3 separate regions of the Mus musculus genome follow, and all the other regions are linked to region 1. Evidence: chromatin contacts called from public HiChIP or PLAC-seq data. All regions are on one chromosome and are shown on one strand. Each heading gives the region's core, a stretch centred on a gene start, on an enhancer-like site or on the middle of the called end of the contact. The rest is flanking DNA. Distances are from core to core; before and after follow the strand shown. Region 1 overlaps Map3k7 (mitogen-activated protein kinase kinase kinase 7). Region 2 overlaps Ankrd6 (ankyrin repeat domain 6). Region 3 overlaps Bach2 (BTB and CNC homology, basic leucine zipper transcription factor 2).

Region 1 (5,003 bases), core at 842-3,341:
GAGTGCTGGGATTAAAGGGGTGTGGCACAACAACCTGCTTAATTTCAAACAACTTCATTTTCCAAGGTCTATGAGACCACCTTCCTTCCCTTCTGTTGTACTAAAACACAGAACAAGATCTTCCTTAGATACAGTGCTTGCGTGTGTGCTAAGACATCACAGTACTGTGCTCTCATGAGAAAACTATCCCTCCCTTTGCACAGGTATTTTTAATCCGCCATTATGATAAACTGAGCTATTTACACTGGAGTTTTAATAAACTAAAAGGATTTCAAATGTCTATGCATTTGAAATAAAGTCTCTCATGAGGTATGAAAAGTTGCCAAATAGATTTCTCACTTGGACACATATTCTGTGTTTTAAAAACCAGAGGCTGACACTCAGGAAATAACTCTAACAGCTGACAAAAGGGATCTCATCAACTTCCAAAGCTTCTTCACAGCAAAAGAACAGCTAAGCTGGGCGTGCTGGCCTTTATCCCAGCACGTGTGAGCAGAGACAGGCGATTAGCTGTGACTTTGAAGCCCACAGGGTCTACCATAGTAAGTTTTGAGGCCAGAAGTAATATACACACTGTGAGATCCTGCTCCTCCTACAAACCAACCAACCAACCAACCAACCAACCAACCAACCAACCAACCAACCACTAACAAGTTAAATACAGTCTATAGAGTGGGGGGAAAAGTCTTTCATGGCTGTGTATGTATATTTATAATAAAAATAAAAGAACAAAAATAAAACCCTGAAGAAAGCAAGCAGCCAATCAAATCAGTACGCAGACTAATGATTAGACAGTTCTCAAAAGATGTAATACAAGTGGCTAATAAACACAAGAGAAATGGCCTGGTCAAAACCAGCCCTGATTAGGTCCTAGGTCCTAGAGAGGAGTCTAATGTTATCTTGCTATATTAACATGTTATCAACCTGCTTCTAAATAGTGATATTTATTCCTATGGATTAGAGTGGCTTTCAACCCTGGCTAGAGAAGATTCTTTTTGAAGTTGTAGTATTTAACTCAGGGAGGGAGGGAGGGAGGGAGAGAGAGGTTAAAGTGTTAAGGATCAGTAACTGTGAGTGCTCAGTCCTAAGTGGGACAGCTGTATCAACAACCTAAGAAGGCTCAGGGAATATCACAGAAGAGGAGAAAAGAATCCAAGAACCAGAGGATCTCAGGAGGCGGTGAAATGCTGGCTGATGGACAGGGTCTAGGTATTCCACTCATCAATCCATTGCAGCTGTGGCTACCCACACAAGATCAGCCAATCAATAAACCAGCATAGAAGGCGAAGAGGCTCATGAGGCCCCACCCTTAGCTGAGCAAGTGATAGCTGCTGGAGGAAGGGGAGTTACAAGCATTTTCCTTGGAGGGGTGTGGCTGCTGCTAGGTTGCCCAAGCGTGGTGGCTGATCCAAACCCTAGGGTTTTGGGGAACAGTAACTGGATTCAGTGGGTCACAAAAAGAAGACAAAGGAGGAAGGGGCATTGGGGAATGGATCCAAAAGGAGTAGGATAATCATGTTGGGGATGTTCAAGATATATTGTATACATGCATGAAACTGTGGAAGAATAAAAGATACTCTTATGAGGAAAACATGGAAATTGCTCAACCTCACTAGCCACTGGGGAAAAATGCAAATTGGAACTTTGCTGTAATCTCACTTCAGCTGCCAGAAGAGTACCCTTATGTACACTGCTGGCAGAAATGTAAACTTGTCAGCCATTGTGAAATCACTACAGAAGATCCTCAAAACATTAAAAACACTAAAATAGGCCCCTGGATGTTTACCCAAAGGACTTCTGTTCGACAAGCGCATCACAGCAGTACTTCCACATCCATGTTTACTGCAGCGCTATACATAACAGCTGAGCTACAGAACTCACTGGGATGGCCAACAACAGAGGATAAAGAACATGCCACAGGTATACACAATAGAGTTTCCAGTGTGTCCTTTGTAGGAAAATGGATGCAACTGGAAACAAGTTAAACTGGTCTTAGAAAAGTATTTGTTTTCACTCCTTTGTGGTTCTTTAACTTTACAGATACATAGAATCACGTTTGTGTAAGACATCAAAGTAGAAGTGAAACTGTCTAAGAGGAACAATGAGGACTAAAGGAAGGAGGGTGGGTGAAAAGAGTGGTACGGGGTATGTTCATTATGCATGAGATACTTTTGTGAAAATGTCCTTTCACGACACAGTCATGTATCAGGAATACACACAATGGAGACTAAACGCAGATCTGAGACATATTTGGGAGGAGTTGGAGTAGGGTTCGAGATGGTCTAAATATACTGTATTCACGTATAAAACATTATTAATAAAAAGTAGAAAGTCAAGTAAAGATGCTGGTGGTCATTGTTAGCGATATGGGAATTGTAGTTACTGAAAAGGTCCAACAGGAACAATCATGATACAAAAATCACAGAGTGAAGTACAAGAACACATGCTTCCAACTGGAAAAATCTGACTATTTTTAATATACGTGTTTAGTATGTGGGAGGGAAAAACACACACAGGGTAAAGCACTTAGTCTCTGCCATAACACTCCAAGGGCATTTCGAAAGCTACTGCCAAGTGGTTGATTTTATAAACATGAAGATCTAAATAATGACATCATGCTTGTCTTTGTAAAGATTAATGCCTCAAGTCAATCCATTTTGTATTACAAGGAACTAGACTGGTCACCTGTGGAATCATCAGGGGTCCACGGGTGACTGCGAGCTGGCTTCTCTGAGGTTGGTCCTGAGGTAGTGATCATTCTGACACTAGGGCTGGATGACCGGCTGCTCACCTGTGAAGAAACGGTAGGAGGAAAAGCTGTCACTTTTTTCTTTTTTTAAAAAAGAATTACAAGACACATCTTCACATCCAATAAGAGGCAAACATTTTCAATTTTTACTAGTAGATGCCTAAGACTCTTGAAAGCAGCATTCTAAGTATATAGTCAGTGTATATCAAATTCACTATGCATTCATACATAGCATCTCTTCAAAACTTACAGAGAAATAAAGCCCACAAAACAAAAGCGGACGGGTAGCCCTTAAGCTGCCAATGCTAAGACTTTACAACCCTGGATCGTCTGTTATGTTGAGGAACTAGTAACAGAGCCACCAATTCTCTGTAGGATGAGAAGGCCTGCTTAATCCCCGCTCAAAGCCAAGGCTCGGGAATGCTTTGTTCTGTGGGAAAGAGAAAACTAGCAAAAAATGAAAAACCTTCCAATAAAAGCAGTTGGCAAGCCCAGCATGGTGGCAGACAGCTGTGATCAGCACTTGGAGGCAGAAGCAGGAGGAACATGAAAGTCCCTTGTACAGGGACACGAAATGAAGGAAGACAGAACTGAGCGACAGTATGAGAAATGAGACAGACGCATGTCCCATGTTTCACATGGTCAGATATGGTCAAATTCCAGAAAACAGACAAGCAAAAAATAGAAGTGGCCTCCCGAGGGAAATGGCAGCTACAGGTGAAGTGTCCCTAAGTCAACAGATCTGAAATTAGAAATGCTTTGAAACCTGAAACTTCCAGTGCTCACAAGATGCCACAAGTAGAAACTGTGTACCTAACAAACACCTCATGTGACTGAAGCCATCATTTAAGTGACCTGCAGGCGATGCATATTGTACAGAGAAAACAAATGCATGGCAAGTTCAGGCCTGGGCCTTATGAGCCAGGTGTCCCATCACATACATGTGTATATTTCAAAATCTGGAAGAAAAACCCTCAAAGCCAGAAACACAACCCATTTCATGCTTTTCAGAAGAAATATTCAACACGCACTCACAAACCATGAGCTTCAGCCACCACGGAAGCCAGAGAATGCTGGCAGAAGACTGCCCGCAGCCTGGAACAGTGAAGAATGTGCTCAGAACAGCATCTGAAATGATAAGCCTCACCTTACCTACCTCACAAACTCCTACAACAGGAATGTCTAAGCAGGAACTTTACTTAACAAGAATTTTTTTTTTTTCCTGGACCAAAGGGCTAAAATTCAGTTTCCTTGAAGAAAATCCTGATAAGAATGGGTACTAGTCTTCTCCATACTGAAAACAGTAGGTAAGAAGACAGTAATGAACTTACAAAACTACCAAACAACACAGAAATATAATCTACAGCATCATAAAACCAGGATAAGCAAGAACATTGCTTTTAAAATGCTTGGGTTTTTCAGGAAAAGCAGGCTTGGTACAAATGTTAAAATCTCCAAGGTATTTACTACAAGTGGCATGATCTAACTTTTCACCTAGAAAGGCAAAGGGGATGAGAAATGAGAAATGTACCTATTCCACCTCAGAGATGGTAAGAGGATAAAGAAGAGTCTAAAATAAAGATGGACTAGTTTACCAGGAAAAGGAACAAACGCAAACTACACCATTAAAGCACAAAATGCAACAAAGCACAACCCCCAACCCTGGGGTAGAGATGGCTTGGTGGTTAAAAGTGCTTCCTGTCTCTACAGGGCTGACTTTCCAGGGGGCTGAGGAGGTTCACAGCTCTGGCACCAGGGAATCTGATGTTCTATTCTGGCCTTTTTTGGGGACCACACACATGTAGCATGCATATGTGCACGTACACAGAGACAAACACATAACATAACATAACATCCAACAGTCAGGATGAATTAAATGTGATCCTAAGAGATGAATCTAATTTACATAAGTTAAAACAGGGGCTGGAAAGATGACGGGTTGTTAGGAGCACTCCCTGCTCTCCTACAGTGCCCAGGCCAGGTTCTCAGCTCCTACATCAGATGACTCCCATGTGCCTGAAACTCCAGCTCCAGGAGATCTGACACACCCAGCCTCCTCGGGCGCCTGCATACTCCTGCACATCCACACCTCCCATTAAAACAACAACAAAAATGTGAACAACTAGAAAAAAATGAAGTTAAATAGAAAAGATAAACCATGTAAAAAAGCACTCTAGGTTATGTTAATAGAATATTAATATTAAAAATATATTTTAAAACCAAACAAATTAAGAAGTACTGATGTGAGGTGTTC
Region 2 (5,003 bases), core at 1,870-4,369, 910 kb before region 1:
CCCCTTTGTTTTGTGAGGTGTGAAAATAACCCTTTTTTACATTCACTTTTACATTTGCTGGGGTGAATTTGCTCGGGTCGGTGCACACAGGCAGGGTCCACAAGAGGCCTTATGCTGCTTGCTGTGCAGCAATTCTCACCCAGGATACTATTGGCTGAGAACAGTCTGCACCCCATGTGTGACCCAGTGTGACCTTCAGCCGTGTCTAGTGCAGTGATGGCACAAGAGGCCATCTTATGTTTTGTTCTTGGTGGACGGCCTGTCCATCTGCTTTTGACAGTCATGGACATTCAAACCCAACCCAAACCAACCCAAACCAAACCAAAACCAGCCCAAACCATGAGTATCCATGAGAGACTCAGGTAGATGATTCAGAAGATGTCCAGTCTGCAGTCTGTTGGGTTCTCATCAAAAACAGTTTTCATGTCTTTGAAAATACAAAACAGGGCTCCAGAGACACAACACATTTGGAGAGACTGGCATGGTTTTCAGGCACTGTCCAAGGTACTTTGGATAATCACTGACATTCTGCAATGAAAAAAAATAGTTGCTATATTCTTTTTTTTTTTTTTTTCCAAGACAGGGTTTCTCTGTGTAGCCCTGGCTGTCCTGGAACTCACTTTATAGACCAGGCTGACCTTGAACTCAGAAATCTGCTTGCCTCTGCCTCCCAAGTGCTGGGATTAAAGGTGTGCGCCACCACACCCGGCTGCTATCTTCTTATTATGTTTGAATTGAATACTTGAGTTTTCTCAAGAACACTGGCTTTCCAAGTTGCCCATGATCCACTGTGAGAAATAGCTTTTACACAGTGGGAGCATTATATATATACATGTGTTGACACAAAGTAAACGGATGTTTTCCAGTGTGCAGAGCAATGCTGGTGTGTTCTGTTTCACCATTCCATTCTTGAAAATGCTGTGTGTTACCTATTAGCTTATTTCAATGGCTTACAAGTGATCCACTACCCACAGCTTGGATGGCGCCTACTCTACTTGCGACGGTGGGTTGGCTGATAGGCCTGCCGGGGACCTGTAGCCCTTCCCTTTCACCATGGGGCATATTGCCTTCTCCCCCGTGCTGGGTCCAGAGCAGACTGTACATGCTCAGCGCACACCTCTAGAGAGGTTTGAGTGCTTTGGAGCTGAACAGTGCTGAAACAGCGCTAAGCCCCTTGGGTTAGCTGTCTGGGTATTCGAACAACTTTGCTGTAGAACATTAGTCCTTCTCTGGGCTGGCTGCTGCAGCTGACAGCTCTGTCTAAGAGGAGGGTTTAAGTGAAGATGGTAATTCAGTCTGAATGCCCCTGAATAAAGCCTTTGTCTTTGCTCTCCACGGAGCAGAAGGGAGTGCCATTCAGGAAGCCATTTGCTTATGATTGATACTGCTATAGACAGTGAGTGTCTGTCTGACTTTCCCACTCTGTGAGTCCTGAAGGACCCAGAGAGGTTTAAGTTAGACTGCTTACTGCATCACCTGTGCCTAAAATGTTACCCTCAGGAGTTTGTTATTTTGCATCTCCCTGGTATGTGGTCTTCCAGAGTGTTCTCTGTCAGCAGAATATGCCGTATGGTTCCTGTGCGTGCTACAGATCAATCCGCATTTTATCCGACAAACATCTGACATTGCGCCCCTTATTATCTATATGTGTGTGTTCAGGCTGGGTGTACAGATGGATAAGAGCAGATCTTGCTTTTGCCGTGCTCAGGTGACAGTGGGGAAGACGGGCACCAAAGACCATTGTGACACAGAGTGCTGGCTCGAGGGGGAGGTGGCAGCCTAGAGATCAGACCCTAAGAAGGTACAAGGAGCTCAGCCTTGCAGTGCATATTGTGCCTGTGAGCAGACAGAAGCCAGCTGCTGGAGTTCAGAACACAAGGCCAGGTGGGCTTCTTGGGACAGATTTCATTTGCCTGCTGTTCTCCACAGATGTCTGTGTCTAACCAACAAGCCTCGCTCCTTCATCTGTGGGAAGGGACTTTGTATATGTTATTCAGGTAAGGATCATGGAATGAGGATGTGGTCTGGATTGTGTGAACACTAAATCCCATGAAAAGTGTCCTCTAAAAAGAGGCGGTGGTGGGGGTGGGGGCTTTGACACATGTTGTAGAAGTGGAAGCCATGTGGCTAGGAATGCTGGCCCTGCAGGTTGAAGAGTGCTGGGGTACTCTTAGCATGGAGTGGGAGCAGGGCCTGCTGACATCTTGCTTTCAGAGTTCTGCACTCCAGAATGGGAGAGAAGAAATTTCTGTTGATGTAAGCCACTGAATTTGGGCTAATTTCTCATGCAGAACCTTGGAAATCTATACAGCCCGGTCCTCCATGGGCAGGGAGGGCATGCACACGGGAGGGTGATGGAACTTAGCACAGTTGGCCCCAAATATCTTTAATTTTTTTAAAATTACATTTTCATGTATTTGCTTTCATTTCTGTGCTTTGCTGCACGTCAGACAACCAGCAGGAACCTGTTCTTGCCTTCCCCCATTGAGACGCTCTCCTTTCGGGTGACTATGGTTTACGAACTTAAAAAGTCCCACAGCCTTCCAAATTCAAATGCTTTTTACAAGTTGTCTTTATAAAAATATACACTCTTTTAAAATCCAAATTCTCTGTAAACCCTCACCCCAATTTTTTTTTAAAAGTTAAAAGTCTCGTAACTGTAAAATCAAAAATAAATTTCTTACTTCAAGTTGGAAGAACTAGGGCACGGTCACAATCTGAACAAAGTCAAACAACAAGACGTTATACCCAGCAGTGTAGCTAATGGACTGTCCAGTGTCTGGGCTCCTCCCAAGGGGCTTGGGTCGCTTATCTGGCTCCACCCTCTGCAGCACACACAGCTCATCTTCTCAGCTCAGGCAGGCTCCACTCCACCACTGCTGCTGTTCTCTCATAGTTATCCCATAGCACTGGCATCTCCAAAATGCTGGGGTTTTCCGCAGTTGGCCTGCACTTTCACCAATAGCCTCTCATAGTACCAAGCCTCAACTTCTCTGAATGACTCCTTTAATCCTGGACCTTCGACCTTCCCCAGTGGCCTCTCCTGGCCTCTCACAGTGCCAAGTATCAGCTGCTCTCCATGACCCTCTCATTCCTTCAAAACCAGTTCCACCTGGGTGAGGCTCACACTATCAGGTTTGGCTGTGAGTGTGAGGTGCATACAACCTTGGCTGCCTCTGGTACACAGCTTCTGTGTGCTGCCTCTGAAGAAACACTTCTCAGAAGATGTCACCTCAGTGATGCTGCTCTCCTCTTAATCACCAATAATTTCTCAGCTCTAGTGGACCAGCATTGAGTATCCCAGCAAAGCAAAGGTTTAACTTTAGCAGTTCTGGTATCTTGTTAACCATAGCTGATTCTTCAGCTAGCCAGAACTTCACACAGAAATCTTTGCTTCCCTCTGACACTTCTTCAAGCCAGGCCTCCGCCCTCACTGCTCTCTCTCAGCATTCTTAGCTTCCAGGCTCCTACAGCAGCTCACCGAGCTCTCAACACCCAGTGGTTCTCTAGCCCCAAGTTCCAGTGTCCTCCCACAAGCCTCCCCAAAACATGGCCAGGTCTGTCACAGCAATACCCCACTCCCACTATGCCGGTACCAACTTGTCTCAGGGTTTCTCTTGCTGAGATAAAACACCATGACCAAAAAGCAAGTTGGGGAGGAAAGGGTTTGTCTGGCTTACATTCATTCCACATTACAGTCCACCACTGAAGGAAGCCAGAATAATTCCTTACAGGGGGCATCTCTGGAGTGAAGGCATGGCCCTGGAGACACAGCGCTGGTAGGGAGGGGTGGCTGAGCTATGTAGCCTGTGCACAGAGTGTGTGAGGGAGTAGCAGGAGCGCGGCCTCCACAGAGCTGTCATGCATGACGCCGTGCCTTGGTGCTGGTGTGACTAACAGCTTGTTTATAAAGGATCACGTGACAGTCCATTGTTCCTGCCTCTTAGGTAACGGCTCTGAGCATCAGATCACCAAGTAAAGAACACATACCTTTTTTTTTTTTTTAATTTCCCACATGGCTGAAGTCTTTTGTGTATACAGAGACGGTATAAATGTGTCCTGATATTGGTCCCTGAAGAGATCTTCCCTGCAGGGACACTGTCATTATTCACTGAATACAATTCTGCGATGTGTACTTCCTGTTGGCTTTTCCTGCTCATTTCTTTGGAAGGTTGCTATGTTTAGTCATTCCTGTGAATCGAAGGGAAGACCTTTAAACCCCGGGGAGTAATGCATACTCCTCAACGAGGTACCAGCACATGCCTCTTTCAGAGATTCACACGTTCAGATTCTAGAGAATTCTCCCCTGTGGAGGAAGAAGACCATCTGTGTTCTGTAGTGAGCTGGGATGAGTGTACTGTGGAACCTAACTGGGTTGTGTTTCTTATTTATTTATTTTATTTATATGAGTACACTGTAGCTGTCTTCAGACACACCAGAAGGGGGTGGGGGAGTTCTGGCCCTCACCTCTTCAGTTTGTAGTAGCCACACATGTTTGTTGGCTTGAGGCCACGTCACTCTAGTCTCTGCCTCTGTTGGTACCTCTGTGTCCGTGTTCCCACACTCCTGTGGCACATCCCCCATCTCTTTTCCTTCATTTTAAAATTTTTGTTTGACTTTATATGTTTGGGTGTTTTGCCTGCATGTATGTTTGTACACCGTGTGCTTGCCTGGTGACCACAGAGGCTGGGAGAGGGTGCTAAAGCTCCCGGAGCTACAGAGTGTCATAAGTCACCGTGTTCTAGCAGTTATGGAGCTGGGGTTAGAACTGGCACCAACTCTGGTCCAGTGTGTGTGCTTGTGTGTATTTCCAGGCCCTCAGTAAGGATGGGAGGATGTCAGGAGACAGCAGTGGCCACCTAGGCCTTTTAGACATCTTACAAAGCCCCTTTCTCAGGTATAAAATGAAAAGGGTAGAGTTGCATTTCTCTAGCCTTAGGAACACTAAAGAGAGGGATTGACAACCCTTAAGTGCCTCCTCCCTTCCCTCTCCACTCTTTCCC
Region 3 (5,003 bases), core at 1,445-3,944, 520 kb before region 1:
TCCAAGAACCTCCTTCAGAGTCTGTGTCATTTACAGAGATCTTTGTGCATATGGAGGTATCTCTCTTAAGACGTCTTGGAAATGAGGAAGTTTCAGAGGGGGGAAAAAGTCCTGCTTATCAAAACAAAGGGCTTTTATCCCCATTTCAGATCTAACAGCAGAAAGGAACACTAGCTTTCAGAAATCCCAGTGAAAAACTGACAAGACACGAAATATTTTTCTTTATCATACAGTGTCTATACTACAGGAGCAAACCAAGCCCGATTTAACTGATCCAATGCTGTTTTAGCGACAGATACACACGTAAACTAAGGCTCGGGCTTTTCCTCCCAGCTAGAACATGCTAAGTCTACTGTAGAATCACTAAAGCTAGGAAATTAAGAGTCCATTGGTAAATTCCATCCTTAATTCATGTTGTCATGCCCGAATGTCACTTCTCCTATAGCAAGCAGGATCACCCACTGTTGGGAAGCCACCAGAGAACGAAACCTGCTCCAGTGTTACTATGCAGGAGGACAAGCTTGAGTGCTCTTTGTGAAGCAGGACTGGAGTGAAGAACTGAAGCAAAAATAAAGAGTAAGAGAGAGCGCATCAGACACAGGCCAGGTCCTCGCTGTCCCTTGTTCTCTTTCTGACATAGTCCTGTTGTCTTGGAGGAGATCTTCACAGCAGGGCACTGGATGCTGCTCTCACTACAGTGGCCTAAGCTCTTACCAGTGTAAGACTCGAAATAAACCAGAAAAGATCTATAAGCCGCAACGATCACAACCAATAAAATGCTACAATCTTACGTTTGTGTAACTGCATGTGTGTGGAGCGCAAAAGGGGGCTTGTCTTCTAGTCCAGCAGCTGCTGGTTTGGTCCTTGTATCAATGATGCTCTTTGAGCATTACAGATTCTACACTTGCTCAAATGAGATGATCACACTCTATTTATACTGAGTCACTATTTTAATTTTTTATGCCGACCCAGCAGGGAATCATGTGTTTAGCTCTGTTTGATCATGGCATTAATAAAATCTGTTACTAAAGAAAGAAACCCATGGTCCTACCTCAGGTAAGAACAGATTTAGGAAGTGATTCATCCTGCTCTCTGTCCACTGGCTCTAGAGTGGCTAAAAACCACATAAAATAGAAAAAAGGAAAAGGGTCAACTCGCCTGGGATTTTGGTTTCCGTTTTCCACTTCTTCATCACAAAGAGGTCTGCTTCCTATTCAAAGGCTTTCTCACTATTTTACAGGCCCTGGCCAGAAGTGACATTTTCAGTTTGCTATTTGTCTGTAAATCTTAATGTTATTATCTTTCCACTTTTGCAACTCGGAACAGTTGATCATGCACAAAGGAATGACTGGACTGACACGTTCCGATAGCATAGAGAATGAGGCAGCCCTGCCCTTATCCTGCTCAAAGACTGTTTCTCACAGAGAAGAATGACATTGCAAACGAAGAATTCTTGTGAAAAATATCTTACTAGCATTTTTCAAGCGTATGAATTTACAAACATGTGTAGAAGAACAGCTGTTACTCTGAACCTAAATTCTGCCGTTACATTTGTATCACAGATGTGCTGTGCTCACAGACGAGTCTGAGCACTCCGATTGGCTGGATTGGCTTGATAAGTGCCCATTTCAATCACTAATGATGCTGACTCCGGTCCAGTGACTGACCTCGGCAAAACCCCCATCTCTTCATCTTCCCTTCTTATGAAAGTGCTGCGGCTCTGTCATGCAGTTTCTTTGCCTTTTCCTCATCAGAGAACAAGTCCTAGAGATAGTGTGAGGGTCCCAGGAAGAAGAATAGAGGCACATGGTAAAGCACTGTAGCATGTAAAAATGCTGTCTTACAAACAGGCTTATTTAATTTAAACCACAGAGCTGCCAGGCTCCCATTTCTTCCAGTGGAGCCTGTCTTTTCTTTTTTTTTTCTTTCACTACGCAGATCATTAGAATTTTACTCCTTGTTTCTCAACTCTCAGGGTATGCACAGTTATACCTTCTGAGTAGATGCACTATGTTCACCAGTATCGGAGCCACTAGCACCCGAGCCTGTCTTTTCTTGAGTTCATTATATATTGAGGTTACATTACGATTTACGTTTGGCTAAGTCACTGGTGAGATACAAGGCAGTTAAAAATATCACACAGCAGTGTCGGTAAATAGAGCAAAGTCACCGCGGCATTTGAAGAGGCAAAAAAAAGTCATCTCACTAAATGAGGATCCGAGCTGTCCTGCACCAAGGCTGTTACTAATAAATAAAAGGCCTCTGGGAAAAGTGCTGAGCAGACGCTGGCTCTATTTTCAGCTTGCGTCAGCAGCTGCCGCCCCTGGGATCACATCTCTACGCGCTCCACACCATATGTAATCACTGCGGCGCTGCAGCCAGGAAGACAATGAAAGAGCGTGGCATAAATCTATACTGAGTAGAATGCTAAATGAGAGAAATAGTACAGAAAGAGGGGGAATAAACCACATTTTCAAGTCATTAGGAAGAAAGACTTTGACATATGAAGTGCTGCAACCATTAATAGCACTTATCATATAGAGTGGAGACAAAGAGACAAATTAATCAAACTGACAGAATTGGGACGTTTTATGCTAATGCGGGCTCCTGGGTTTCAGTCTGTAGCCCCCGCCTGTGTCAGGAAAACTGATACCATTACAGGGCAGGAAACTGTACCAGCGGCATGCAACAGATCATAAAAATTCACCAGCAACTGCGGCAGCACTGCCAAGAGCTCTGTAGCAACGCTGATGGAGACCTCAACAGAGAAACCAGCAGCAAGCGATGAATGCAGATAAGCTGAAGAACATCTCCCATTCATGCATTGCAATTAAACACAGGCTTCTTGCTCATAATTATAGCGGGGAAACTGAAGTCTGTATCGCACCAGTGAAGGCTGCCCAGGCTGCGTTCAAGGCTACCCGCCCTCCACCAGAGCAAGCTCCACTATGACCTAAATTAACTGGCCCGGATTGCGGATGGCTTTAAAAACACGTAATGTAAACACAAAAGTATTAACATAAGACTTTAAAGGGAGGAGGGAAGGGGATAAATAGGTAGTTCAAATAAAATAGGTGAGCAGACTTTTCTCTGTATGCTTGTGTGGGTGGCACAGGGAAAAAGAACCAGTGACTGAATACATTTTTATAAAATACATGCTGTTCCTGACTTAGAAACAACTCCCAGCGTGAGAATAAGCTTGCTTCAAAGTGAATAGCAGGCGAGTGCCCAGGAAAGCTCCTGGGAGCCACTACCCTTTGTTCTCCAATTGTGAACTCCTGGGCGGTTGGTGGGGGTTCCACTAGCTCATTTATACCAATCTACAGAGATAAAGCACCGCTGCCCGGATACCCCATCTCTCCCCAGGGGGAGCTTGTGTGTCCCTGATACACAGACAGGCTATTTAGCTAGAATGCCAAAGATATCTCTCCATACAAAATAAGTATGTCCATAGTGTCAGGGGAGGCTGCAAAAGCGTATCAGAGCGCACACCGACGATGCCAGGTTTGTTGGCATTCTGGGTCTCTAGTCTTGGTGATCTGGTTTTGTTTCTTGTTTTTGTTTTTTTCCCTCTCATTCTCATTTAATGTACACAATACCTTTTCCTTTCTCCAGACTACTGCTATCATGTCTATGAACTTGACAATTTAATCAAATGGCTAACCTGTTACTTATTTTAGGTAATAGATTTGCTGACTAAAAAACACTGCAGCCACCAACAGAGAAATCAGGAATGGTGACTGAATAGTCTAAATGGGAAGACAGGGCAAACCCAGATTGTTCAATTGTAAGCCAATGCCATAGCTGCTGGGCCAACAAAACAGAGAGGGCGCTGCAGGGTAGTGGAGGGGCGCTTGACCCCAAACGGCCTCTTCTCCCATGCTGAAGCTGTTCCTATACTTTGATGTCTCCTTCGTTCACGGGCAGCATCCTTCTACTTCTCCTTTGTACTGTCGTGGCCTTTCACTTTACACAGGCTGAGACCTGGGCGCTTATTTTGAAAACCAAGCATTATTCATAAACTGCCTCCAAAGGGGGAAAAAAAAACCCAACCACAGTCTGTGTTCAGAAAGCCAACTTTAGACTTCCAGAATGAAACTTATCCAAACTGTCCATTCTGCCAGTCACGCCTTAGATACCAGGTCATGAAAAGCACAGGCTGCATTGTCTAACCCCACGTCACACGATCGCGGGAAAGTCTCAGGCACTGCGAATGGAGAGTGAAGATTCTTCCCACTGTCGCATGACTAGGATATTCTTATATCTGACTATGCTAGCGGTTTCTACCGCGCCCAGCCTGGCTACCATGAAATCTGAAAAGCACACCTGGATGCACAGATGAACGTGGGGGCTGCGTCCCCTCACGAGTGCTGTGTGCAGGTGCCCTGGCTTAGTTTACTCGGGTATCGGGGCCACTGGAGCTCTAATGAGCAGATCTTAGTGTACATCCCTTCCATCCTGCTTATCCCTTGTGCAGTTTCACAGTATGCATTTCACTGTATGTGTGCAGTTTCCCTGTATGCATTTCACTGTATGTGTGCAGTTTCACAGTATGCATTTCACTGTATGTGTGCAGTTTCCCTGTATGCATTTCACTGTATGTGTGCAGTTTCACAGTATGCATTTCACTGTATCTCACCCTTTGTTTGCATCACTGTCGGGTGCCACACGATGGGGTAGCGGTCATCAACTTTCAGCATGCTTTACAGCCAATGAGTGAAGTCAGAGGAAGCCTGTTTTACTAATGTATTGTTTGCAAAGACATATTTGAACCTGAATAAAATTTAAAGATGGAAGCTGTCTCATTTGCAGCCAGGCTGAGTTGCTGATATTTGGAGACAGAAGGCTATAACAAAAATGGAAGATAGAAGACAGCCAATTAAGATTAAGTACAACGATAATCAATTGGGTCCACGTTGAGACACCATCTTACTTTGAGAGGAAACGCAATCTTGCTGGGGGAGACCACTGATTCTGATGGTGACACATGAATGTTAAGAGCT

The links. HiChIP or PLAC-seq counts read pairs in DNA pulled down with a chosen protein or histone mark.
Region 2: an H3K27ac HiChIP or PLAC-seq map of large pre-B cells shows a contact between it and region 1, with 5 times the contacts expected there. The contact joins two enhancer-like sites. A contact is called at or near these places in 1 of 115 datasets of contacts at active chromatin or transcription factors (large pre-B cells) and 1 of 9 other capture datasets (embryonic stem cells).
Region 3: an H3K4me3 HiChIP or PLAC-seq map of bone marrow-derived macrophages shows a contact between it and region 1, with 4 times the contacts expected there. The contact joins two enhancer-like sites. A contact is called at or near these places in 10 of 115 datasets of contacts at active chromatin or transcription factors (the 230-238 cell line, astrocytes, bone marrow-derived dendritic cells and 6 more).

Annotation. Positions count from the first base shown.
Region 1 is chr4:32,008,104-32,013,106 of GRCm38.p6, reverse strand. Map3k7 (mitogen-activated protein kinase kinase kinase 7) reads right to left here. Exons shown (of 16, transcript NM_172688.3): 13 at 2,686-2,791. Among named protein-coding and RNA genes, the nearest start is that of Map3k7, 46 kb to the right of the region's middle. Within about 2 kb of position 2,091, at least 41 of the 459 cell types and tissues checked have an H3K27ac peak or open chromatin away from gene starts, as enhancers often do. A contact at or near this core is called in bone marrow-derived macrophages, where this site is marked.
Region 2 is chr4:32,915,002-32,920,004 of GRCm38.p6, reverse strand. All of the region lies in intron 1 of Ankrd6 (ankyrin repeat domain 6), which reads left to right. Among named protein-coding and RNA genes, the nearest start is that of Ankrd6, 33 kb to the left of the region's middle. Within about 2 kb of position 3,119, at least 82 of the 459 cell types and tissues checked have an H3K27ac peak or open chromatin away from gene starts, as enhancers often do.
Region 3 is chr4:32,528,917-32,533,919 of GRCm38.p6, reverse strand. All of the region lies in intron 2 of Bach2 (BTB and CNC homology, basic leucine zipper transcription factor 2), which reads right to left. Among named protein-coding and RNA genes, the nearest start is that of Bach2os, 40 kb to the left of the region's middle. RefSeq lists an enhancer at 1,161-3,524. Within about 2 kb of position 2,694, at least 128 of the 459 cell types and tissues checked have an H3K27ac peak or open chromatin away from gene starts, as enhancers often do. A contact at or near this core is called in bone marrow-derived macrophages, where this site is marked.